2 separate regions of the Mus musculus genome follow, and region 1 is linked to region 2. Evidence: chromatin contacts called from public HiChIP or PLAC-seq data. All regions are on one chromosome and are shown on one strand. The core of a region is the stretch at or near the end of the contact, and the rest is flanking DNA. Distances in the headings are between cores, read along the strand shown. Region 1 overlaps Pxylp1 (2-phosphoxylose phosphatase 1). Region 2 overlaps Rasa2 (RAS p21 protein activator 2).

Evidence for each region. HiChIP or PLAC-seq counts read pairs in DNA pulled down with a chosen protein or histone mark.
Region 1: a contact with region 2 is called in an H3K27ac HiChIP or PLAC-seq map of large pre-B cells, with 4 times the contacts expected there. The contact joins two enhancer-like sites. A contact is called at or near these places in 3 of 115 datasets of contacts at active chromatin or transcription factors (embryonic stem cells and large pre-B cells) and 1 of 9 other capture datasets (embryonic stem cells).

The regions. Positions count from the first base shown.
Region 1 is chr9:96,837,698-96,840,402 of GRCm38.p6, reverse strand. Pxylp1 (2-phosphoxylose phosphatase 1) reads left to right here. Exons shown (of 6, transcript NM_001289647.1): 3 at 286-444; 4 at 1,191-1,317. Among named protein-coding and RNA genes, the nearest start is that of Pxylp1, 50 kb to the left of the region's middle. Within about 2 kb of position 1,317, at least 46 of the 459 cell types and tissues checked have an H3K27ac peak or open chromatin away from gene starts, as enhancers often do.
Region 2 is chr9:96,543,149-96,545,986 of GRCm38.p6, reverse strand. Rasa2 (RAS p21 protein activator 2) reads left to right here. Exons shown (of 24, transcript NM_053268.2): 21 at 190-398; 22 at 1,096-1,199; 23 at 1,522-1,708. Among named protein-coding and RNA genes, the nearest start is that of Gm28729, 19 kb to the right of the region's middle. Within about 2 kb of position 1,531, at least 67 of the 459 cell types and tissues checked have an H3K27ac peak or open chromatin away from gene starts, as enhancers often do.

The DNA.
Region 1 (2,705 bases), core at 68-2,567, 290 kb before region 2:
ACAGTGATCACCCCCCCCCCCCCCGATATAGTTATGGGAGCTAAAAGCTTATTGAGAAGAGGGGCTGTGTCCTCGTGCACAGTTAGTTCCAGTAACTCGAGAGTGAGGACTAGGTTATCCTGGCCCATGCTGAGGGGGGTCTGTCACTCAGTTAGACCCAGGCTGACTTCTAGTTCCTCTAGGGTCCACCCTAACTGAAGGAGTGAGCACCCCTGTGACATTCAGCCGTCTGTGGCCACGACAGCTGATCTAGCATCTCCTTTAGTCACTCTTCTTTCTTTGCAGTCCACTTGATCCCAGTGTCTGCCACAAAGAATGGAGGAAGCAGCAAGAGTCGAAAGAGGATCATGCCTGACCCAGTGACAGAGCCTCCCACCGTAGACCCGGTTTATGAAGCTCTTCTGTACTGCAACATTCCAAGCGTAGCGGAGCACAGCATGGAAGGTAGACCCAGTGTATGACCTGTCGCTGTCTGGGTAGCCTGGGCCTCAGGACCCAAGTAGACATCCTGGGGACAAAGTTCTCTAAGCAGCATCAAACAGTGATAAGAAGCTGGCTGGCCTGGACTCAAATTCTGCAGCCACTGTGCCTAGGATGAGCTCCTGGTCTTAGCACACTGCTCGGTGTCTGGTGAGGAGATGTGGGTAAGGCAGACAAGGGCTTGAGGCTGGCCCATCCCTTTGGCAACTCGGCTTCTCAGAGCAAATCTACCGTATGCTTAGCATGTGCACAGGGCCTACAAGTCTTGCTGTAAAGGAATGTGAATCAAGTTTGACTTTCCTCAAAGTGTATCATAGGGTGGTGTGGGATGCGTGCATTTGTATCCTGCTGTGTTTCCCGAAGGACTTAAAGCAGAAGTCTGTTGCTAGGATTTTTGTGAGCCTCCCCCAGTCTGTGCACATGAGACATTAGTCACCACGTGCACATCTCACTGGCCTTCAGCTGATGACTTTGGGGGCTCTGGGGCATGTCAGCCCCTCCCATGAACCTCTGTCTCAGCTTGTGGGGGTTCTTCAGCATCACCCACCCAGCACAGCAGCCTTCCCTACAGGTCAAGGTCCTGAGTAGCAGCTCTGCCATTTCTGGGTTGCCCTGGGTTCTACCTCCTCAGCCCCCAAGCCTGGGCATAGACGCCCTTGCTAAAACACTTGCTTGTTGTGTGGTGACTAGAAGATGTGTCTCTCTCACAGGTCATGCCCCGCATCATTATAAGCTGGTCTCCGTTCATGTGTTCATTCGCCATGGGGACAGGTACCCACTGTATGCCATTCCCAAAACAAAGCGGCCAGAAATCGACTGCACTCTAGTGGCTAGCAGGTAAACTGCACTTTTCTTTTATGAGTCGTCTTCATGCCTTCTGCTGTGTTCCGTGCAGCAGAGCACTATGGGAGGGAGGTGCGAGCTACGCTTTGGTGGGCACCAACTGTTCAAAGTGTTCACTGTCTTGCATTGCACGCTGTTGTGTGACTCCCTTGGGAGACACAAACATCTACTCAACCCAGATAGGGCACTGATGACAGATCAGAAAAATGACTCCACCCAAACCCAGCTTTAGCTGGGTTTACCTAGAGGAGCACGGGTGACTCAGAGGCCACTGCCTCACTGAAAAGCCCACCACAGCATGGGTGATCACGCAGAAGGCTTCATCCCTGTAGCCTCCCGCACAGCTTGCGGGTGGCTCGACCTAGTCACACTGTCTCTCCCCCACTCTCTTAGTGGTTATTTCCTGCTGTTAAAATCTCGGTCGGAGCCTTATGAGCCTTGTAACTTTCTGAGCTTCCAAGTCTTAAGTTGCGTATGTCTTGGCGTCCCTTCTCTCTCCAGGAGAGAATATCTGGGTTGGGAGAAGAGGGCCAAAGACAGTCCCAGAGCAGAGAGCGTATCAGTTTCAGGCAACTCAGAAAACGCACTGAGGCCTGAGCCCTGTTTAGTCTGAGACACAGCCTCTAATTCTGATGTTCCAAGCAAGAAAAAAGAGAAAGAGTGAGCACTGGGTTACCCCCCACCCCACCCCACCTCCACCCTCGGAGAGGTTCCATGGAGGCACCAGGCACACCAATCCATCCCTTGGTCTAGCTGAGCTCAGCCCACCCCCCCCACCTCTAAAATGGAAATGAAAGCTGGGGGTGGGGGGGCGCGGATGATGCCCGAGAGGGCATGCTCGCAGCTGCCGAGGCCTGTGAGCGTAAGATAATGTTCAGCCATTTAATTTTTCACACATTACAGGCAGCACTGTCTTAGTTGAAAGCCCTTAGGATGAAAAATAATTGAACGGAGGATGGAAATTGCGTGCATGGAAATTAGAAGCAGTTAGCAATAAATGATGCCTTGGCCGTAGCCAGCGTGTCTGGGGGCGCGTAGCATCCATCCAGTGCAGCGTTTACTGAATGAGACTGTGAGGCGTAGGGAAGTGCCCAACAGGGGAGACGTTGTTTTGATGGAGTGCTCCTGGGGTGCCAGCCTGCCTACGCAGAAGCAGGACCAGCCCCATAGAGACAACGTGGATTGCCTGCCCGCAGCCAGGGCTGCTCTCAGAGGATGTGAAGCTGGGGGTGGGGTGGGGTCTCAGATAACTCTTGATGTCCCAGACCCCCTGGGGTTTGGGGAGTAGTCAGCGAAGCATTTTAGGTAGAAAGACTGTGAGGTTTTGCGTGTTCTCTGTTATGCTGGACACTACTTTGCTGCCAGCCTGGGGGGCCATGTTT
Region 2 (2,838 bases), core at 282-2,781:
ATTGTTCTGCTTAGCCCCATTGGCTAAGATGATCTTTGGTACTGACCTGCTTACTGCACCAATTCATTCCGACACATTAGCAGACATTTCTTAGCCAAGCAATCCAGGTCTCCTAAGTGCTTTTTCTTTTTGTATAGTATATGTTGTTTTTAAGGTTTCTCTAACTTTTTATTTTAATTTGCAATAAAGATGTTCCAAGTGATACATACAGAGAAAACGCTGTACATCCAAGCAAACAACTGTGTGGAAGCCAATGAGTGGATAGATGTCCTGTGCAGGGTGAGCAGATGCAACCACAACAGGCTCAGCTCTTTCCACCCCTCAGCGTATCTCAACGGAAACTGGCTCTGCTGCCAGGAGACGAGTGAAAGCACACCAGGCTGCAAGCCGTGCACCGCGTGAGTAACTCATGACTGCATGCGGGCGTGGGTGTGAGAGCATGACAGACGCTATGTAGAAGTAGCTGGACAGAGGCCGCACGGTGCTGAAGACATTTCTATAAACCGTGTCTAGAAAGGCTTGGGTTGTTGCCCAGTGGTAGAGTGTCTCTCTCACCTGACACACACAGGGGCTTTGGTTTAATTCTAGTACCACAAAAATTAAAATACAGAGAGTAAGTAAATTTCTATAGACACAACTGTAAGTTAGTGGTGCCCAGGGGCTAGATTGATGCATTGTTCGGTGAACAACTATAGGTTATATATATGTTTATTGGGACTGGGGAGCAGTTAGTGCTTGTTGTTCTTGTAGAAAGAAGACTCAAGTTTAGTTCCAAAACCCATGTGACACCAGCTCCAGAGCACAGATCAGATACCGTCTTCTAGCCTCTGCAGAGGCATGTATAGGCACGCACGCATGCGCACACACACACACAGATATACACATATACATTAAAAATATTTTTTATGATTTTACTTCAAAATCTTTTTCAAGACTTGAGTCCTTAACAACCAGACCTTGTGATCCTGTTGAAGTATCTCGGAAACTAATTTCTGAAGCCGCTTTTAGAAAATTCTAATTCTAGTTTTAGTCTTGATTCATTTCTAATGTTAACAAAGAATTTTTCCAATGTCTTTAATTTTCTTCTTATCATAGAGGCATCCCTGCAGACATCCAGATAGATATCGATGAAGACAGAGAAACAGAAAGAATTTATTCTATTTTTACCCTCAGTTTACTTAAGCTGCAGAAAATGGAAGGTAAACAAAATGAAACCATTAGTTTTCATTATTAATTTCTAGGTTATTTCTTTGACTTTTTAAAAAGTTAAAAATATTTATAGATTTCCTGTTACTGATAGTGAAGTTTACAAACCCTCAAAGGAGGCATTAATCTTTATCTATTCATGAAATTAAATAATTATTCTTTGTAAATGTGATTGTTCAGTAAATTGTTATAATACAGTCACCTGTGCTCTTGTCAAAGAAACTCACTTAAAAACTTCAAAGTTTTTTAAATTACACTACAGATTACACTTGTGGAATTTAGTTTTCTGATCAGAGATTTCACTGTTCCTTACAGAGACCTGTGGGTCTATAGCTGTGTATCAGGGGCCACAGAAAGAACCTGGTTATTCTAAGTTCACCATTGAGGATTCTGTTGCAACCTTTAAGACAATTCAGCAAATCAAAAGCACCATAGAGAAGCTCGATGAACCTCATGAGAAATACAGAAAGAAAAGATCGAGTAGTGCAAAATACGGAAGCAAGTAAGTCTCCTGGGCTCTGCTCCCGCCTATCAGGGCCCGCGCGTGCGCGTGCGCGTGCGCGTGCGTGCCTCCCCCACTCCCTCTCCTGGTCGGCCGCCGCAGGCCAGCCATCCTTTCTGTCAGTGCTGAGCGTCATCACTGCTTTGAATGTCGTGGTCAGTTGTAATTCACTCTGAATAATTCATAGCTTTTTCTTTTTGTTGTCTCCTTTATATTTCTCACAATATGTTATATTTATAATAAATACTAAAAAAAAAAAAAAAAAGTAAGCCATAACAGTGCATAGAAGCATTTGAAGGTTGGTTTCAAGTGCTACATCTCAGATGAAGAGAATGCGCTGGCTAAGGACAGCAGCAGCTGGCATGCCGTGGGACGTGTTCCTCTCAGGACACCGGCAGCTGGATTCCTCCCAGGAGCCGTAGCAGACTCGAGGGAGGTTTTCAGTCTCCACAGTGAAGACCAAGCTAATCCAGTGGGTTAGTGCATCACTGAGCACTGTCACTGAGATGCGGTCATTGTCACTGGGATCATCTAAATCTCGCCTTTCTTCTTCTCACCATCAGAGGAGCCACAGTAGCTCAGAGCCCCATTGTCTTCTTTAAGATAATGTTTACAGGGAGAAAAAGAAAAGACTCTTTCCTCCCTAGTGTGAGGAAAGAAATGTGTCAGCTGTAACCCTCCAGCACTCTCTGACACGCAGCACTCAGTGTGACCAGGGACCTGCTGGCAGTACAGTAGATGGACTGGCAAACAACAGTGTCCTTCACGGTGTCTGCTGGCAATGCAGTGTCTGCTCCTGTCATTGATGCTCATACAGCCTAGCATGGTTTCATTCCTACTTTACAGGTAGAAAATTAAAATGCACAAAGATAGTGTTAGTGTGAGGACTCCAAGTCCTTGCTACACTATTTTAAATAGTCTTATGTTGGTCGGTACTTTTATATTTCTGAATAAGAAAAATCAATTTTGTGGATATAAATACATTCTTCCTTGGTAGAAAGCTTGGCACATTATGAAGGTTGTATTGTAAACATCTTAATTCTGTATTTTCTTCTTTAGTATAATTGAGTATCTTCCAACAAAAGTTAATCTAGTTTTCCTGAAGTCCTTTGAAGTTCCTAGCCAAGGCT